Linked DNA regions of Pan troglodytes: regions 1 and 2 are each linked to region 3. The links are chromatin contacts, called in public HiChIP or PLAC-seq maps. All regions are on one chromosome and are shown on one strand. The core of a region is the stretch at or near the end of the contact, and the rest is flanking DNA. Distances in the headings are between cores, read along the strand shown. Region 1 holds the start of SLC35C2 (solute carrier family 35 member C2). Region 2 holds the start of CDH22 (cadherin 22). Region 3 holds the start of CD40 (CD40 molecule).

Region 1 (4,320 bases), core at 1,386-3,885, 250 kb before region 3:
ATTAATACCTTTTCCTTCCTCAGAGAGAAATCTCCCCTAACCTGAATTGCAGCCCCCTCCAGTTTGCTTTCCTTTGGCCTTCCAGACCCCAGGAAGTTTGCCTTCCCTTCCTAGTGCTATGGTTTCTGCCATTGGCCATGATTTCAGGGAGCTGGCTGAGGCCGGCTGAGGCCACACCTGTGCCAGTGGGGCTTCCCTGGTGCTGCAGCACTTGTAAACCACACACACAGCCTCTCTCCCTGGACATACGTTAGCACATTGGCATTCAGTATTGGTGGCCTGGCATGGTAGGTACTACCCAATGAAGAGTGTACTATATATTTTCATTACTATAGGCCATACTTATACAGACGTGTATATATATTTATATAAGATCTACCTATCTTAGGATGGAACCTTGGGGAAAAATAAAATTGAGGGGAAGTAAAAAGTATGTAACACTTCCAGTTGTGAGCCAAGATTGTAACCAGAGAGCAGCCAGGAGCTTCCTGTCAGTAACCATGTTTTCAATAAATACTCTTTCATGTACAAACCGTGGTTCCTGTTAACAGCTGTTTGTCTGTACTTGCCCCCTGCCCAATGGTGAAGATTTCACCTTGACAAGACTTGATCTCCATGTATCTGGGAGACTCTGGAGAGCTCCAGCTGGAGCCCTTAGTCACCTTCCAAGAGTCCCTTCCTCCTCATCATTCGCTCCTCCCACACATACACACACACAGACACACACCTGCTGGTTAAGAGTGTTCACAGATTGCTGCACTGGGACAAAGCGTTTTCTGCTCAACCCTGCCGGGTACAGCAAGGTAAGGCATACTGTACACCCCCATGAACACATCCTCCCTCTTCTCCCTGCCAGGGACACAGCCAGGGAACAGCTCGAGTACTTGTGCCTTACAAAGAAGACACGCTCTTTACCCTGTGTGTTGCCTGTGCTTAGTGCCCAGCCTTCCAGCTGGTGTTTTAGGCTGTTGCTCCAAACCTTGGCCTTGGTAGCTGGGAGACTTAAATGAGGGTGGTGATGAAAATAGATACTTTCTCTTGCCTCTGAGAGAGAAGGGTGTGAGGGCAAGCTCTTTCAAAAGGCATAGAAAGTGCATGCAATACAAGCCTGAGGACTGAATAAAGCCAAGACCTTGGGCAGTGATGGGTACCATTGTAGGTGCTTGGTAAGCACTCAATGAACTAATGCCTGCATGATGCCAGCTGGCGGCGGTGACAGCCGCAGTTTGCATAAAACACTGCTTACACTCTGGCCTGGAGCCTTCTGTTCAGAGGGGCCAGGGATCCCAGCTGAGTCACTTGTAAGGATCCATGTTTGCAGCTGGTCTTACTGCCAGAGAGCCCAGGAGGAGGCTAGAGGAGGGCAAAAGGCACAAAACTGGGTCTGAATGTGCAACCCTAGCTTGCCCTGGCCTAACATTCTTGACTGCAAATGCTGCCCTTTTAATCCATCCCGCAAGATGAAGAAAATCTGAACTCCCTAGGCTGGCATTTTGGGGCCACTGCAACCTGCCTCTTGGCTACTTTAACCACCACAGTTATAAACAACCTGTGAGCCCCAGGCACGGCTGGACCTTTCTCACCCTCCTTTAGGATTCTCCCATTTCCTCTATCTGGGATGCTCTCTCCCTACTCAACCTATTGAAGTTGAGATAACTCTTAGAAAGTTTCATACAGAAAATATTTCACAAATGTTTCGTATTACTTCTGGATCGCCCAAGTTTTAAGTTGTAATGGCCCCAGCTCGCCTGAGCTCCCAGAAGAAAAAGCCCATGAGATACTTATCTTCGTGGTTCATTCCATGGTTGCCCAGCATTAGACTGGACATAAGAAAAACAATTTGTTCAGTAAAAGTAAACAAGTTACCATTTTTTGGATGCTCACTGTATGCAGAACACTAGCAGTCACCGGGGTTCCAAAGCAAGCCCCTGATTGAGCGCGGGAGAGACGCAGACAATTACACGGCTGTGCTCTGAGCCTGAGGGACTTCGCGGAGGACAAAACTACGCTGTACCTCAGAAAGACCAGACCACCTCAGAACCCGACCACAACAGACGCCCCGCCCCCGTGCTGCCCCGCCCCCGTGCTGCCCCGCCCCGTCTTTTCGCCCCGGCTCCGCCCAGCCCCTGGGTAGCTTCCGGCGGAAGTTACCGCCCGTGCCGCGGTTCGGCGGCGGCATCCGGCCTCGCACTTCCGGTGGGAAGATTCCGGCCTGGAGCTCCCAGGGCCGAGGTGAGTGGGTGCGCGGCCGGCCTCCCGGCGCACTCCCAGAGGCTGGGGGGCCGGGGCTGGAGACGGGAAGCGGGCTCCCCGCCCGGGAAATGCGCGGGTTGACATGGGGTACGCCACGCCCCTGCCCCTCCCCGGGCCTCAGTTTCGCCGTCTGTGGAGAGGGCAGGGGTCTCCAAGCGCCCTCCTGCAAGGCACCTGCCGGACGCCGGCTCATCTGGTATTTCCTGAGCACCTGCGACGTCCTGGGTGCGGGACCCGGGCCGGAATCGGACACGGCTCTGCCCTCTGAGAGGCTGCTTCCCGCGGTGGGATTGGGGCGGGCAGTAAACACGTGAGCAAACAAGGAAACGTCAGAGGTGGGAGTGCCACGAGGATTGGGAGGGGTGGGGCATTGGAGAAAGTATTCAGCCAAGCGGAGGTCTGCGGAAGGGAGCTGAAGGCAGGAAGAGCAGCAAGTAAAGAAAAACACAGGTTTGATGTGTTTGACACGTGGCAGGGGGCCGCTGTGGCGGGTGCTGGGACCGGTGGCAGAAGAATGAGGTTACAGAGGCCTTCCTTGTGGACCAGGCTGAGGAGCTGGGCTTAGCCTTAGGGCATGATCTGTTTCGTGTACCATCTCTCTGGCTGCTTTATAGATTCCAGGCCTTAGGGGCGAAAGAGGAAACGGGGAGACCAGTTAGACCAGTGGCAGTCAGCAGGTGAAAGATAATTGTGGCTTAGACTGTGGTAGTGGGAATGGAGAGGAAGAGAAGTAGAGGGGTCAAGAAGTGTATTGAAAGTGGAACTGACAGGGCAGGATTTGAGAAATGACAGAAATAAGTGGTCAAAGATGACTTCATCATAGATTTTTGGTTTTGGCTTAAGTAACCAAGTGTATTATGCTGGCATTTACTAAATGACTTTGGGATAGATTGGGAGCGTGAGAAATAATTACGAAATCTTCTTAGGGCATCTTAAGTTTTAGATATTTGGAGTGCAGCTACCAAATAGGCAGTTAGATATATGAGTCTGATACAGAAAAGATCAGGGCTGATGTAAAGAATTTAGAAATCATTGGCAAGTGGATTGGGTAGGATGAGATTATGTAGGGTAAGATTTAAGAGAGAAGAGAAGCCAGGTTCCAAGCTCTAGGCACCCAATTTTTATAGATTGAGTTGACAAGAAGGTGCCAGCAAAAAAGACCAATAAAGAGTCCAGAAAAGCAGAAGAAAAACCAGGAGAATGTGGTATCGTGGCACCCAAGAGAAGGTTTTTTCTAGGAGGAGGAAGTGATCCATTGTGTAAGGTAAGAATAGAGACTAAGCCGGCCCGGCACGGTGGCTCACGCCTGTAATCCCAGGACTTTGGGAGGCCAAGGCGGGCAGATCACCTGAGGTCGGGAGTTCGAGACCAGCCTGACCAACATGGAGAAACCCTGTCTCCACTAAAAATACAAAATTAGCCGGGCATGGTGGCACATGCCTGTATTCCCAGCTCCTCGGGAGCCTGAGGCGGGAGAATCACTTGAACCCGGGAGGCGGAGGTTGCGGTGAGCCGAGATCACGCCATTGCACTCCAGCCTTGAAACTCCATCTCAAAACAACAACAACAACAACAAAAAGAGTAGAGATTAAGCCTTTGAAGGGGCAGCAGGGAGGAGGGTGTGGTGACTCACTGGAGCAGTGGAGATGGGCTGAAGTGAGAGCAGGGGGTGAAGGAGTTGGACTGGCAGTGCAGGGTCCTCTGGGGAAGTTTCACTGTTAAGGGGACCAGGAGGGGAGTAAGCCTCTACCATGAGCTAGCATTTAATGCTGTACCTGATGCCACTTTACAGTTGGAGAAACTGAGTCCAGAGGTCAAGTAACTTAGGGTCACACAGTAGTGAGTAGGGACACCAGGATTTGATTCTCAGTGTCTAACTCCAAAGCCCACACTCTTAAGCACTAAACCATGCTGCCCAAGTTACAGTTAGGAAGATGGAGGGAAGCAGGTGTGGCAGTGATGCACCAGCCAGCCTTACCTTGATGTGACTGCTGCCCCCAGCTAAGCTGCTCTCTGTGGAAAGTGGGGCAGAATATGGACTTTCCTTCCTGAGCAAATGAGATTTCA
Region 2 (3,758 bases), core at 795-3,294, 190 kb before region 3:
GTATCTGATTATTGTGAGGACTTAAAAGCAAAACTATGGCACACAGCAAGTGCTCAATAAACATTCAATGTGTTCTCAGAGCCTAGCCATAGTGCTCACAACAGAGTGGACGCTCAGAGAAAGTTTGTTGAAGGAAGGAAGAATTGGAAATAACGGTAGAATGAGCCTGAAAATAGGAAACATTGGGATAGGAAAACCTGAGGGTCTAATAAAGAGTCATGGGGAGCTGGGTGCAGCAGCACATGCCTGGTGTCCCAGTTACTTGAGAGGCTGAGGCAGAATGATCACCTGAGTCCAGGAATCCAGCCTGGACAACATAGTGAGACCCCCATCTCAAAAAAAATAAAAATAAAAGAGAGAGAAGAGAGAGACCAGAGCAAAAGAGAAAGATGTGACAACAGTTCATTCAATAACATTTATTGAGCACCTACTGTGTGCATGCAGATGTGAGAGCAACAGTGTCCCAGGCCAAAACAACCTGTGGACAACTAAGTAGGTCTGACTCCAGAGATGAACAGCACACACCAGAGCCTGGAGGAAGAGGCAAAGAAGGAGTGGGAACTGGAGCAAACAGCAAAAGTGAGTCAGAGCGGGAGGAGAGAACCAAAAGTGAAGAGATGCACCTGGAAGGCTGGCCTCTGGTCTCTGAAAGCATGAAAGAGTGGAGGCTAAGGATAGAGAGGAGAGGGGAGGAGAGAGATGGAGAAAAGGAAGGCGATAGAAAGGCAAGGCTAGAAGAGATCAATGAAGGGAAATAAACCAAGAGAAGGACGTAGGGGAGGGAACAGACTGGCACAGTGGAGAATACATCTCAAAATAAATAAATGAATGATGGAGTTTAGTAGGAGGGGCCAGAGGGGCAGCCAGCAGGAGAGGTGATTCCAATCATCAGCAAGACGGACTAGGGTGTGGAGATGGAGATGGAAATTGGGGAAGGAGGCGAGGAGGAGAGAAGGATAGGGGTGAGGTAGAGCTGGGGGTCCTGGAGGGCCCTGCCCCCTCTTTGCCATGAACTTCAGCAGCTGCTTGTGGGTGATTAAATGGCTGGTCATTGGCAGCTTGGCGGGACAGAGGTCTGCAGCTGTCCAGTCTCCTGCTATCCTTCACCCACCTATCTGGAAGCCATGGGGAATAGGGGGGCAGGCAACTCCTAAGGGGACCTACAACCCAAGACAAAGGGTGGGTCTATGGGAGTCACTGGTCCTATCCTACCATCAACGACCTCATATTGGGAACTCAGGAGTGGGGTGGGAGGGTCTCCTCCATTAGGCCTCATCCCAGAGAGATGAAGTAGTAAGGAGAGCCAGGCAGCCAGGAGAAAGAAACAGGGCCAGGTGGAAAAAACATCAGGGAGCAGACCAGCCGGATTTTTAAAAGAACGGAAAACCCAACCAGCAAGGAGTTTCTGGGCAGTGGGAAGATTTTATTGGGAGACTTCTCCAGGTCAAGGTGGCACCAAATTAAGGATGGAGGTGTCTTGTTTTGCCTGCTTACTTTGTTGGTTACAAGGATGTCCAGCGGGACTCTCCAGAGGAAAAGCCCACAAGTTTCTCTCCCGGGGACACCCGACCTCCCACCTGCCTGGAGACTCAGCCCTGGGCACCTGGTCTGTGTCCACCTCAATGCACAGTGACTGTTTCTGAACTGGCAGATCTGGTCTGTGCAAGGTGCCTTTCTGGGCAGCAAGCCGGGGCGGCCACTGTTCGAGAAGCCTGCTCCTACCCTCGCCTGCGCCCCTGCTCCTCTGAAGGCGGCCTCCCGCAGTAGTCAGGGGGCGGAAATGGGAAGCCCTATTCGCACTAAAATCAGGTGGGGAAGTAGGCTCTGGTCTCAAACTGCGGCCACCTGGGGAGCTGCCAGGCGAGGAGGTAGATGGTCCCCCTCCTGGGGGCGCTCCCTTCGCGCGGATCTGGGGTTGGAGGAGGGAGGGGCACTGTCCCCTGGGGGGTTTCCTGGGACTGGGCCGCCCGAGAGAGGGAAAGGCTGTCCCCTCCTGGTGTAGGAGGGGCGCGATCCGGGGGGCGGGGGCCGGGGCTCCCCGGCTGCGGGGGTCCGGGCCGGCGGCCGCCTGCGGCTTGGCACTGCGCCGCGCTCCTGCCCGGCGGGCCCTGCATTCTCCGAGTCTCCACCAGAGGCTGCGGGAGGAAGGAAGGGATCCGTCCCTTGCACACTTCCCCCCAGTCAGACACGCACACTCCCTCGCTCCCGCTCGCTCGCTCACTCCCTCGCTCTCTCGCTCTCTCGCTCACACACACGCGCGCACACGCCGCCGCGGCTCCCCCTCTCGCTCCCGCTCTCCCTCCGGCTCCTGCGGGCGGCCGCGGGGCTCCGGACTCGCCCGCTGCCCGCGCCGGGGCTCCCGCCCCACGCAGCGTCCCGAGGCGGCAGGACTGGGGGGAGCCCCGGGCCGCTCCCCGAGGTAAGAGCGCAGGGTGCCGCGGGAGGAGCGGCCGGATCGCCGCCGAGGGGAGGCTGGCCGGCAGGGAGGGAGCCCCCTGGCCGGCGGGAGCGGCCGGGCAGGCGGCGCGGGGGGCGAGCCTCCAGCCGCAGGAGGAGCCGGGGTGCCTGCGCCCGGCCCTGCGCGCCCCCTCCTCTCGGCCGGGAGGGCGGGGAGGGAGTTTCCCACGTCCAAACTTTCCCCGGCGCGGAGCCGAGCCGCCTCTCGGCCCGAAGCCCGCAGCTCCCAGCCGTCCCCACAACCTCGTCCGCCGCGCGCCCGGGAGCCTCCGGGACCCCCGCGGGCCGAGGGGTGGCAGCGCCAGGGGCCGAGCCGGCGCGCCAAAAGGGGCTGGGAAGGTGGCGCACAGCCCTGACGCGAGGGCTGGGACCCAGGCGTTCCCGGTCCCCCAACCCTGCTAGCGGGGCTCGGCTCCCCGGCCCCTCCCAGAGGCGGGGTCCGGGGCCGGGAAATACCGCACGGCGCGAGCGTGTGCGCGCGGTGTGTATGTGCGAGGTCGTGCCGCGTCCGGGGACACCCGGAGGCTGACTCCAGCCGCGGCGACACGCACGGTTCTGGTCCCCTCTTAGCCGGGGAGGCGGCCCACAGGGACCCCTGCCGGCCCCACCGGCGCGACCCCCCCTGCCCTATGGTCGTCGGGCGGGCTGGCGGTGAGCGAGAGCCAGCGCTGCTCTCTTCCTTAGGACCCGACTCCGGAGACACCGTCCCCGCTGGGGAAGAAGGACGGGGCCCCCGACAGCCTAACGTCCAAAGAGAGTGCCACTTAGGGCTAACCCTCGGGGGCCGCGGCGTTTACTGTGAAGAGTGGACTGCGTGGGCGCGCGGGGTGCCGGGCAGCCCTGGGTGGGCACAGTGTGGACCCGTCTCGCTCGCGCCTCCCCGCTGCCTCTTCTCAGGCAACGTCGGGCCCTGTCCCAGGCGAGGCTGCAGCGGGCAGGGCTGATCCAGGATCCCCCGAGGTCTCCCCGAGGTGCAGGGCACCCCCTTGTGGCGGGCAGAGAAGCTGCTGTTTGAAGCTGCTCAGGTCTTCCGAGGTGCTCGCTCCTTGGAACCTCTTCTCTCCAAACCCTTCGGGCGTCGCCAGGGTTGCGCATGCCAGCTTCTTTTTCTGTGGGGCTGATTCCAGCACTCCCCAGGTTTCTGGGGCTGGCCGAGGTGCCCCCAGCACAGGCAGCGGCTCATTTGAGGGCTTTGGCTGTTGCCAGCTCTCTCTCCCTCTCCACCCAGGTTCAGGATCTCATCCTCTTCTCCCACTGGTCAGCGCCAATACCCTATATCAGCATCACCACTGCCCTAGGGC
Region 3 (4,056 bases), core at 280-2,779:
GAGCCATTGCTTCGGGTGAAAGTGAAAGCTCTGGGACCAAAGCAGCCTCCCCACTCCCTCTCTTCCCTTGCTGCTTCCCTTGCTTTCCTTGATACCATGGGTCATTCCTGCCCAGGCTTCAGGCCGGAATCTACAGCCCTCTAAAGTAGGGGGAGGCCAGAGGGGCTGGGATGAAGGAGCCAGGTACTTGGGGGATTCCCAGCCTCCAGAATGAGGAACTACAAAAATACATTTAAACAAAAAGTGAGTCAAGTGTAGGCTTCTGAAAATCCCGGAGATATGCTTGGTTGGCTCTGAGCCCCTCTGGTGCCTGGAGAAACCCCTGGTTTCTCCAGCCCTCTGATCACCAGCCCTGGTCAGAGCCAACCAGAACTCTGGTCTCCTAACCCTTTATTGTGTCCCATAAACTGTTCATCTCCCCCAGGGGTCTCCTATGTCATCTTAAATTCAGGAGAAAAAGGCAAAGCCCTGGGGATTCCTCCTAGGTTGGAACACCCAAGATACGGTTCGGGGTGGAGGGCGATGTTAAAAGCTCCTTGCCTTCTCACAAAAGTACCTGGGCCTCTGCACCCATCTCTTGTTCCCACAAGATGCCCTGGAAGAAGGCAGCCCCAGCTGGCAAGGAGATGATAACTACTTACAGAGGCTGGCATCTGTCCACAATAAGAAGGGGACAGGAAACGGGCCAGACCCGCCCCTTCCCTTGGTCCGCCTCACTTCCCGCCCTCCGAACCCCCTACCAGTCTCTGTGTGGCCAGCCTCTGAGGCTCCCTAAACCCGTCCAGGCCGTCTAGGCACGCTTGGGCAGCCAGTGCCTTCCCTGAGCGGCCCCTGTAGGCCGCTCCCGGGACCCCAGCCCGGGAGAAGAGAGAGGCAGCCCACCCCATTCAGCCAGGTGCGGGGGCACCTTGCCCAGCTCCTACCCACCCTCCTGCCCCCACAAAAATCAGCCAGGAAGGCCTCTTCCCCGAAGTCTTCCTTCCCTTTCCTTCTCATTCCCCACTCCCAACTCCCGTCTGGTCGGGGCAAAAACAACTCACAGCGGTCAGCAAGCAGCCCCAGAGGACGCACTGCAGAGGCAGACGAACCATGGCGAGGTGAGACCAGGCGGCAGGACCACTGGGCGCCCGAGCGAGGCCTCTGCTGACTCCCCTGCCCCAGCCTTGGCCCCGCCCAGGAAAGGGGCGGGGTCTTCAAAGACCAATCGCGGTCCACCTATCGGGGGGGCGGAGCCCCCAGCAATTCACCGCGCAGGGGTTTCCCCAGAACATTCCCACAAGTCTAATTCCCCCGGGAGTTTAGGGACGCATCTTGCTGGGTACGGGAGGAGGCATGGTCCCAGAGACAGCCCTTCTTCTTTGCCCCCAGGTCCCACAAAGGCCAAGCCGAGGCGGGCTAGGAGCTAGCCTGCTTCCTGCGACCGGAGAGAGATCCCATGGGTGCTGGGGCCTGCCACAGGGACCCTCACGGTTTTCCCCTCCCTGCCCCGCTCTCCGCTGCCTCTAGGTATCCTGGCAGAACCGAAAGAGGCTCCACTGCGGAGAGTCCTGAGGAAGTTCCCCCCACACCACCACGCAGAAAACGGGAAGGCCACAGCTGGGGTATGGGGAGGCGTTTCAAGGAAGAGTTTCCCAACTCAGAATTTCGCTCTCTTTCAAAGGAAATTCCCTCGTGTGGGCGCGTCGTCTCAACTTCCCATCCATTCATCCATGCATCCATGCGTCCTCACCTCATTCCATTCCATCCCACCTCCCACCCAGCACCTGGAGACAGGCATTTATTAAGAGTGGGGCCGGGCGCGGTGGCTCACGCCTGTAATCCAGCACTTTAGGAGGCCGAGGCGGGCAGATCACTTGAGGTCAGGAGTTCGAGACCAACCTGGCCAACATAGTGAAACTCCGTCTCTACTAAAAATACAAAAATTAACCGGATGTAGTGGCGTTCGCCTGTAATCCCAGCTACTCAGGAGGCTGAGGCAGGAGAATCGCTTGAACGGCAGAGGCAGAGATTGCAATGAGCCGACATCATGCCACTGCACTCCAGCCTCGAAGGCAGAGCAAGACTCCGTCTCAAAAAAATAATAATAAATAATAAATAAAAATAAAAATAAAGGTGGGGGCCAGGCGCGGTGGCTTACGCCTGTAATCTAACACTTTGGAAGGCCAAAAAGGGAGATTGCTTGAGGCCAGGAGTTCAAGACCAGCCTGGCAACATGGCAAGACCCCCATCTCTAAAAAAAAAAAAAAAATTTAAAAGTTAGCCAGGCATGGTGGCAAACACCTGTAGTCCCAGCTACTCAGGAGGCTGAGGCAGGAGGATCGCTTGAGCTCAAGAAGTCAAGGTTGCAGTGAGCCATGATTGCAATGATTACATCACTGCACTTCAGCCTGGGCGACAGTGCAAAACCCCATCTCAAAAAAAAAAAAAAGAGCGGGCCAGCCTTTTGTGGCATCATAAAACACTTTAAGTATGTTAGGAAACTCGGGACCCTCTCATTTTGCAGAAACACACACTCACTTGTGCCTACATTTCCTGGGTTCATGAACTCTGAAGACATGCTTTTGTTTTTTTGTTTTTTGTTTCATTTTGTTTTTTGGGTGTTTGTTTGGTTTTTGGTTTTTGGGGTTTTTTTGACAGAGTCTCGCTCTGTCGCCCAGGCTGGAGTGCAGTGGCATGATCTCGGCTCACTGCAACCTCTGCCTCCTGGGTTCAAGCAATTCTCCTGCCTCAGCCTCCCGAGTAGCTGGGATTACAGGCTGGCGCCACCACGCCCAGCTAATTTTTGTATTTTTAGTAGAGACGGGGTTTCTCCACGTTGGCCAGGCTGGTCTCAAACTCCTGACCTCAGGTGATCCACCTGCCTTGGCCTCCCAAAGTGCTGAGATTACAGGCATGAGCCACCGCACCTGGCCCTCAAGATGTTCTTGAACCAGTGTTAACACTCTGCTTTGCAGCATGGAACACCTGGGTTCTGGTGCAGCCTCTGCCTCTGAAGGACTGTGTTGCCTTTGGCCTAAATTTTTCTCCAAGGAAAACTTAGGAGCTTGAACTAGACAACGGTTGAGGTGATGACCCTCCAAGCTCTCAATTTCTGGAACAGGACAAGAGGCCAGACCTCACAGATCAGGGAGGATGGAAGAGGAGGACACTTCTAACCCCATTCTCGTGGCTTCTGCTGTTAAGGGCACATTTGCAAGTCTTGTGGATTCTGCCTCTAGGATCCATCCCTTATTTTCTGTCACCTCTGCCACTGCCCTAATTCAGAGGGTGCCATCTTTCATCTGGACTGTCCCAACAGCCTCCCTCATTCCACAGGATTTATTGAGCACCTACTATGTGCCAGGCAACTCTTTACACTGCTGCGATTCTCTTGATAAACTCCAGATCTGATCGACTGGGACACTTTCCTGCATAAAAGCCTCTTTGGGTTTCCCTGCACCCTCAGGATGATCCAAATTTCTTATCCTGGCAAAGCACACCCTTCCTCACTCAGCCCCAACCTCTCTTTCTATGCTTACTTCCTGCCATGTCCTCCCATGCACACTGGCTTCAGCCTCTCCCCACTTCCCAGGCACACAATCTTTTTTCCTTACGGTTTATCTCATTGCTCTTGATGTTTCCTTCCTTTCCTTCTCCTTTCTTAAACAGTTTAAATGTTGCCTCCTCTTACACCTTCCCCAACTCCCTGAGGCAGAGGTAGGTACTCTATCCCACCCTGCCTCCTCCCCTGTGTTGCCACAGCATTTAGCATGCCAGATCATAACTCCTTCTGCCTGGTCCCGTTTGACTGTGAGCTCCCTGAGGGCAGGACTGGATCTATCCCAGTCCTAGGTACATAATAGGACACCAATATACGGGTGCTGAATGAATGAATAAATGAATGAGTGGGTTCAGCAACTTCTCATCCTAAGTACAGCCTCCAATCATGACAAAGAGTTGGTGGCAGGGGGTGCGAAGCTGGTAATCTCAACACAGACCTCAAGCTGCAGTGGCCTCTTGAGAATGGTGGTCAGATACCAAAAGGCCAGAAACTCTTGAAATCAGGGTCCAGGGAAC

What was found. HiChIP or PLAC-seq counts read pairs in DNA pulled down with a chosen protein or histone mark.
Region 1: an H3K4me3 HiChIP or PLAC-seq map of stem cell-derived excitatory neurons shows a contact between it and region 3, with 5 times the contacts expected there. The contact joins the promoter of SLC35C2 here to the promoter of CD40 in region 3. A contact is called at or near these places in 4 of 7 Hi-C or Micro-C datasets (blood, induced pluripotent stem cells and stem cell-derived neural progenitor cells), 1 of 1 datasets of contacts at active chromatin or transcription factors (stem cell-derived excitatory neurons) and 1 of 1 other capture datasets (stem cell-derived neural stem cells).
Region 2: a contact with region 3 is called in an H3K4me3 HiChIP or PLAC-seq map of stem cell-derived excitatory neurons, with 4 times the contacts expected there. The contact joins the promoter of CDH22 here to the promoter of CD40 in region 3. A contact is called at or near these places in 1 of 7 Hi-C or Micro-C datasets (stem cell-derived neural progenitor cells), 1 of 1 datasets of contacts at active chromatin or transcription factors (stem cell-derived excitatory neurons) and 1 of 1 other capture datasets (stem cell-derived neural stem cells).

The regions. Positions count from the first base shown.
Region 1 is chr21:52,627,112-52,631,431 of NHGRI_mPanTro3-v2.0_pri, reverse strand. It overlaps SLC35C2 (solute carrier family 35 member C2), which reads left to right and starts at 2,635. Exons shown (of 10, transcript NM_001280116.1): 1 at 2,635-2,703. ELMO2 (engulfment and cell motility 2) reads left to right here. Exons shown (of 21, transcript XM_063802565.1): 21 at 1-532.
Region 2 is chr21:52,571,625-52,575,382 of NHGRI_mPanTro3-v2.0_pri, reverse strand. It overlaps CDH22 (cadherin 22), which reads left to right and starts at 2,044. Exons shown (of 12, transcript XM_016938033.3): 1 at 2,044-2,419.
Region 3 is chr21:52,380,374-52,384,429 of NHGRI_mPanTro3-v2.0_pri, reverse strand. It overlaps CD40 (CD40 molecule), which reads right to left and starts at 1,529. Exons shown (of 9, transcript XM_016938026.4): 1 at 1,041-1,529. The coding sequence starts at 1,091.